Regions from separate parts of the Mus musculus genome. Here region 2 is linked to region 1. A link is a contact called in public Hi-C data. All regions are on one chromosome and are shown on one strand. Each heading gives the region's core, a stretch centred on a gene start, on an enhancer-like site or on the middle of the called end of the contact. The rest is flanking DNA. Distances are from core to core; before and after follow the strand shown. Region 1 has its middle 28 kb from the start of Ablim1. Region 2 overlaps B230217O12Rik (RIKEN cDNA B230217O12 gene).

Region 1 (3,693 bases), core at 470-2,969:
TGAGAATGGCTTTGCAATTACAGAGCAGCAGAGGAAGCCAAGCAGGATGTAATTTATGATGAGCTGTGAGTGAGATGCAGCAGATCCTAGTAATGAATCACCCGCAGGGTCCCTCACCTCATCTCTCAGACTAAGCACGAGAGACAGAAGCCTGAAGCAAATTGAATTTTATAAGAAGAATGGCTCTGCTATGGAAGACAAAAGCTAAATTTATTAAAAGGTCACATCCAATAAGGAAGAAGACCCTTCTAGACCTCGTCTAGAAAGATGGGAGAAAAAAAATGAACCTGTGTTCTAATGATGTCCTGCCCTAAGCCCTGGCGACTAGCCGCAGCTGGAGCTCAGCTGTGAGGCCTGAAGAGATGGGTTTAGAGGGTTAAAAGGACCATGCAGTTTACCCCACACCTCAACAGGGAGCTGAAACCAGAAGAGTCTGTGGCACCACCTGTCTCTCCACTACTGGACCTGTGTCTGTCCACCACGGTTCTGAGGCTGGACCATACGTTTTATGGACTTTACTAAGATGTCAGCTCCTATTGTATATTCTCTACGTATCTCGGCTTCACAAACCGTAAATTGAATTGTGTCAGTTTTATTCTGAAATTACATTTGCTGAGGGCTTATAGAAAGATATTTGCCCTCCCTCTCTCCTTCCCTATCTCCTTCCCTTCCTCTGTTCAGTTGAGGACAGAACGCAGAGCCTTGTTCATGCTCCCCTCATGTTCCGTTCTGCCTGCCCACCGCACTCCAGCCCATGCTCCGAAGCAGGAACCATCATTGCCTCCACTATAGAGCCGAGGCAAGAAGCTAAAGAATAGCCCAATGTCACACCAAACAAGGGTTTAGATATCAGATAGTTACCCAAGTGGTGGTGACACACGCCTTTAATCCCAGCAGTTGGGAGGCAGAAGTTCTGAGCGAATTTCTGAGTTCGAGACCAGTCTGGTCTACAAAGTGAGTTCCAGGACAGCCAGGGCTACACAGAGAAACCCTGTCTCGAAACACCTCCCTCCCCCACCAAAAAAAAAAAAAAAAAAAAAAAAAAAAAAAGTCAGAGAGTTTGCTTTACGAACTGAAGATCATTGCCAATGTCCTTTTAACAGAGGAAGAAAGTAAACCTACAAGAAAAAGTTAAAATTTCCAAGGTCACTGCTGAGGCAGATAAGTAGGGACTGGAACTTGGGTCTGTAGGGCTTGAATACTGCCATAGTGAGATGTGAGAATCGATGTCACACCCACATCTTGAGCTTCTCTATAGCCACACCCACATCTCAAGCTTCTTTATAGCCACGCCCACATCTCAAACTTTTCTATAAAGTTCTGCTGACGGAACAAGTGCAGACAACCAATCACTGTCCGTGCCCACGAATGCAACTGCATGAATTTTGTGTACAGAGACTACCCACAGAGTGCGCTTGGCAGTGGTCACATGACGTGCTTGACCCACGCCCCGCCCCTATTTTTCTCTAGCACTGGGTTTTCCACGACTTGGAAAACCTGGCTCCTCCCCTTTGCAACAGTATCTTTTTGCCGTGGTAGAGAGAAATAAAAGCGTTCTGTTTTTCTTGTAAAAAGAAATAGACATTTCTCTTTAGTGTCATCTGTCATAAAAAAATAAAAAATGAAGAAGCACTGCAGTCCCAGAGCATGGGAAGGTTATAAGGAAAAGAATACATTACTGCCCCATGGTGAGATCTCACTTGTTGAGTAAATCAGCATGACTCGCTTACAGTGTGTGTGTTTTATAACTTGTACATAAGTTTCATTTTCATTTGCCTCATGAGTTACACATGACGACAGCAATGGCAAAATTCTCCGGTTGAGGCTCCTCCCTGGGGAATGCAGGGGTGCTCCTGGCGTTGTGCCCAGCGCGCTGATTGGCGCGTTACAGTTGCTCTGCTACTGACAGGTAGGGAACCTTCTCTGTGGAAGTTGTGCTCAGAGTGAATAAGAAGAAAAGGTGTTCTGTGTTATAATAAAATAGAATGTTTTCCCCGAGCCAGAAACTCCAGCGCAACTCACCAGGATATGTTTGGGGACCTGAAGTTTAATATTCTGCATTTCCCTGTCTGACAACTCACTGACTAGTGAGTCTCAACATCCAGTCTCTAGAGAGAGACTTTTACTTAGGGTCTCACGCACACTAATTACCAAATGTTTCCACTCTGCTCCTTCCAATGATCTTCCACATCCCCCCAAAAGCAAAAAGACTTTAAAAAAAGTTAACCCCCCCAAAAAAACCACAAACCAAACAACAACAAAAGCCTGTTATTAATTTTAAGCCTTTCAAAAAAGCCCAAACTGAAGTAGCCTTGTGGAGGTTTTCAGGGAACCTAATAACCTTGACCCACAAGAACAAAATTATATTTAGTACTATTTGCAAACCATGGTCACATGATACCCTGCTTTATGCCCTCGAGCACAAAGCTAGGCTGGAGGGAGCCAGAGGGAGGCTTTCTACTGCTAAAGCCGAGGGCTTGATGGATAAGCTCCTGAGACGCCATCCTGAACACTGCAGGTCTAGGCTTCCCCCAGCATCTGCCTGAGAAATGTCAGCTCTCCTGCGTTATCTTTTGGGTCTCCAGACAAGTCTTCATTTGAAGAAAGGGCTCGTAAACACACAACAAATCACGTCCACCTCGTCCAATCCATCTATTTTACAAAAAAAGGAAAATGATCGCCAATGAGAATGGAGCCAGGTTCCGCAGCGCTGGATCAAATCACGGTTTCCCAAGCCCCAGGCTCTGAGCACCATCTACCAAAGTCTGAGCTTTTCCCAAATTACCAGGTGCAAAACCTCTAGCTGGCGCATCTTCTATCCCATCATGCACTGCAGCAACACCTACCAAAGTACAACCTTTTTTTTCAAATTACCAGGTAAAAGCCTCTGGCAGACATGCCTTCCATCCTACCCATCATGCACTGCAGCTCGGGGTATGCATGACAGAGACGGTTGTTACTATTATTAGCATCATAATTTTTTTTAAGTACTAGACAAAGAGGCTAGAGATAGAGTTAGCTAGAGCCATGATGACTCCGCACAAGAAATGTTCTACAGTTTAATGAAAATCACAACAGCAAATCATATTCGGTTGATAAAAGTTGAATTTACACTTAGGAAGCAGGTGAAAGGCTGTGGGTCCGCCCAAGGATCTGTCTGCTTTCTGTAACTGGTACTTTTATAGGCCTCTTTCTTAAAGTTTTGTTATGTAGTCAACCACAGCTGAATGGCCCGTGTGAGGTCCAGCCCCAAGTACCACGCAGAGATTGTCCCCAGTTACTTACTTTCTCAGAGATTGTCCCCAGTTACTTACTTTCTCCTGTTGGTCTGCTAGACTGTCTTTGGGCATACCTAGGGCGGCTGTTTAATTGTTGATTGATGTGAGAGGTCCAGCCCACTGTGGGTGGTACCATCCCTAGACAACTGGTTCTGAATCGTTTGCACCAGCCCACTGGTCATCCATCAGCATCCTCCAGGGTTTCCGTTGTACTTGGCTGTGAGTTCCTTCTCTATACAAAAGTTACTCTGTGTAAAGGCATTGAGTTCCTGCCCTGACTTCCCTCAGTGAGGCTATGATCTGGAATTGTATGCTGAAATAAACCCTTCCCTATGAGCAGTTTCTGATACACAGTGATGTCCACAGCAACACCAGTCAGCATCCTTTTGTGCTTGGTATGTTTTTTATTTTCTTT
Region 2 (3,693 bases), core at 376-2,875, 100 kb after region 1:
AGCCACAAAGTGCCTTTTTGGCAATCTGCCTTTCACTGAATACTGCGTTTAGAAAGATCACAGGCAGAAATGCAGACACTAGACCCAATCATTGATTCACTGCCCAGGAAGGTCAGAACCTAACTGAAGAATGTTAAAGGCCTAGTAAGTACCTGGCTACATGAACCCATTCCAGCCCGGCGGTGAGTAAAAAGCTAAGTAGAACTGCTTTTCTGGTTTTACCGGTGAGCGACTACACACATTGCGTTAATCCGAATCCTTTAGAAATGCTTACGTGTGACTCTGGTGGGGGCACAGAAAAGACTTATACTTCCAGGTCGCCCTCTGTATTCCTGGAGGAAGCATGGAACAGCAATTTCTTTTCTTTGCCTATGAAAAAAGCAGAACCTGCTAAACGCATGAAACTCAAGAAGAACGAAGACCAAAGTGTGGACACTTTGCCCCTTCTTAGAATTGGGAACAAAACACCCATGGAAGGAGTTACAGAGACAAAATTTGGAGCTGTGATGAAAGGATAGACCATCTAGTGATTGCCATATCCAGGGATCCATCCCATAATCAGCTTCCAAACGCTGACACCATTGCATACACTAGCAAGATTTTGCTGAAAGGACCCAGATGTAGCTGTCTTGTGAGACTATGCTGGGGCCTAGCAAACACAGAAGTGGATGCTCACAGTCAGCTATTGGATGGATCACACGGCCCCCAATGGAGGAGCTAGAGAAAGTACCCAAGGAGCTAAAGGGATCTGCAATTCTATAGGTGGAACAACAATATGAACTAACCAGTACCCCGGAGCTCTTGTCTCTAGCTGCATATGTATCAAAAGATGGCCATCACTGGAAAGAGAGGCCCTTTGGATATACACTGGGACAAGGTGTGTTTTAACAGAACATTGAGAGTTAGGAACCCACTTCAAACTGACTGCTAATCAGCCTTGTGGTTTTGCATAAATGACGACAACTCTTATTTATCCATTGCTGCGTAACAAGTTGCTCCAAATGTAACAGATTAGGACAAGCAGTGTGTATAATCTCCCGATTTCTGTAGGTTGGCTCAGCTGCATCTAAGTTGGTCTCCTCAGGGAGTCTCAAGAGATGCCAAAGGAGCCATGAGATAGCATTCTGTCATCTGAAGGCTGGTTTGGGCTGGAGACTACTGCTAAGGTCCCTCACAAACCCATCAAGAACTTCAGTTCCTTACCCTAGGGGCCTGTCCTTAGACTGCCTTAAGCTGTGGCAGCTGTCTTCTCCCAAAACTGATAACAGAACAACCAGATAGAGCCTGCAACAGCATAGTCCAGTCTTACATGCAATATAGCATCGGTTCTGTTGTGTTCTACCTTCCACAAGCAGATCCTGGTACCCTGTGGGAAGATTGTGAGCATCTGCAGGCAGGGAGCATTGAGGACATCTCAGGGGTTAGCTAATGTCCTTTCTTCCTCAGTTTTCTCTGCTGCAGAGTGAAGTCTGAGTCACGTGACCTTTCTGGTTGGTGCCCTCTCACCCTCCCCCCCGCCATGCCACCACTAGACTCACCTTCCTGCTCTCCTGTAAAGATCCCTATGACTTTTGCCTTTGAGCCCTTTGACTGTACCAACCACAGCCCCCTAAACACTGCCATTTATACACTTCCTGGCCACATCCTTCCGCTAGCTCCCTGACATCCACCTGGCCTACAGCTGCCCTCAGTCCACGTCTATCCTGCCAAGTGCTTCAGAGTCCTTGTGGTCGGTCCTTCCTGCCCCAAAGCTTTCTGTTCCTGACTTCTCTGTCTCTGCCTATTTGCTCCACCTCAGCCCCTGAATTGCTCACCACCAAAATTACTTAACTTTATTAGAGGAAACTCAGTCTCTTGTGCTATCATAAGAACCCTCTGTTCTTCCAATTCTCCGATCAAGTCATCCCAAGAGATGGGTCACCTTGTCGGGATGTCTAGAACACCGTCCCACCGATTTTTTTGTCACGTCCCTCCAGTCTTTACTTTATTTGCACTTCAAATCAGATTTTGTGTGTTTGCATGCATGCATGTGTGTGTGTGCATGTGCTCATGTGTGTGTGTGTTTCTGTGTGTGTATATATATGTGAGTGCATGAATGTGTACATGTGAGTGTGGATGTGTGTGTGCATGTGATCACGTATGTGAATATACTCATGTATATGTGAGCTTCTGTGTGTGTGTGCGTGTGTGTAGGTCAGAGGTCATCCTTGAGGAACTTAAGTCATTCTCAGCCACTGCTTTTGAGGCAGGCAGGCCTCTCACATTGCCTGGGAACCTGCTGCAGTTAGTCTAGCTACAGTGAACTTCAGTGATCCAGTTATTCCCACCTGTCTCCCTCTGCAGCACTGGGATTGTGTGTGACGTCATTGTGCCCAGCTTTTGATGCAGGTCCAGCCCAGGCCTCACTCTTACACTGCCAGCCTTTGAGGACTGAGCCAGCTCCCCAGTCCTCCACCCTCAGATTAGATTTTCAGAGGCCATTGCTTTGGCAGGTCACTGCCTGAACAGTGGCTTAAAAAAAACCCTCACTCTCATGGACAGATTTCAAGTGGCAGGCTTGTGCTTTCTGTTACAGACAAGCAGGTACAGTACTGAAGGCCACTGAAGAAAGTCCCACAACAGTATGGCATGGTCACATGGTCACCTACTTTACTTCTTGTTGAGGTAAAATTCACATGACAAAATGGCTGTTGGAAAGCGAACCAGACTGTGGTGTCAATTCTTGCTCAAAATTACGTAGCTATCATCTCTGTCTGGTTCTGTCCTTCCCCTGTTAGCCTGAATGTCTAGTTGGATATGTTCTCCTCAGCATTGAGTTTATCTGTCATCAACAAGTCAAATACAGAGTAATTACTAGTATTAATTTATATCAGTGTTCAGTTTGGGAATACAGCTCAGTGACTGGTTTCTTACTGAGCTAGCACAAGACTCTCTGTTTGCTTACTGGCACGGCTGAAAAATAGAATAGGACACCACTTATAAACTAGCTGTTGCTTTATGGTCAGATGATCTAGAGCACAAACATCACTCTCTCTTTCTAGAGCATATGACATCACTCTCTCTTTCTAGAGCACATGACATCACTCTCTTTCTAGAGCACATGACATCATTTTCTCTCTAGAGCATATGACATCACTCTCTCTTTCTAGGGCACATGACATCACTCTCTTTCTCTTACACGCATTCTCGCGACCGGCCAGGAAGAACGCAGCAAACCTGAATCTTCTGCGGCAAAAGCTTTATTGCTTACATCTTCAGGAGCAAGAGTGCAAGAGAGCAAGAGCTCCATTGCTTACATCTTTAGGAGCAAGAAGCAAGAGCCAGAGCAAGAGCTCTATTGCTTACATCTTTAGGAGCCAGAGCGCAAGAGCGCAAGAGCAAAAGCAAGAGTGCAAAAGCAAAAGCAAGAGAGCAAAGGGGAGAATGGCGAAACCCCGTCCCTTTTTAAGGAGAATTATTCTCCACCTAGGACGTATTACTCCCTGATTGGCTGCAGCCCATCGGCCGAGTTGTCGTCACGGGGAAGGCAGAGCACATGGGGTGGAAAACTACCCTTGGCACATGCGCAGATTATTTGTTTACCACTTAGAACACAGGATGTCAGCGCCATCTTGCAACGGCGAATGTGAGGGCGGCTTCCTACATCTTTCTAGAGCACATTACATCACTCCCTTTCTAGAGCACATGACATCA

Evidence for each region. A called contact is a pair of places that touch in the nucleus more often than the background predicts.
Region 2: a Hi-C map of B cells shows a contact between it and region 1, with 2.5 times the contacts expected there. The contact joins two enhancer-like sites. A contact is called at or near these places in 2 of 484 Hi-C or Micro-C datasets (B cells and the N1E-115 cell line) and 1 of 9 other capture datasets (adipose tissue).

Annotation. Positions count from the first base shown.
Region 1 is chr19:57,242,017-57,245,709 of GRCm38.p6, forward strand. It overlaps a transcript of Ablim1 not described here. Among named protein-coding and RNA genes, the nearest start is that of Ablim1, 28 kb to the left of the region's middle. Within about 2 kb of position 1,720, at least 47 of the 459 cell types and tissues checked have an H3K27ac peak or open chromatin away from gene starts, as enhancers often do. A contact at or near this core is called in B cells, where this site is marked.
Region 2 is chr19:57,342,421-57,346,113 of GRCm38.p6, forward strand. The region is part of intron 1 of B230217O12Rik (RIKEN cDNA B230217O12 gene); the gene reads right to left. Among named protein-coding and RNA genes, the nearest start is that of B230217O12Rik, 17 kb to the right of the region's middle. Within about 2 kb of position 1,626, at least 64 of the 459 cell types and tissues checked have an H3K27ac peak or open chromatin away from gene starts, as enhancers often do. A contact at or near this core is called in B cells, where this site is marked.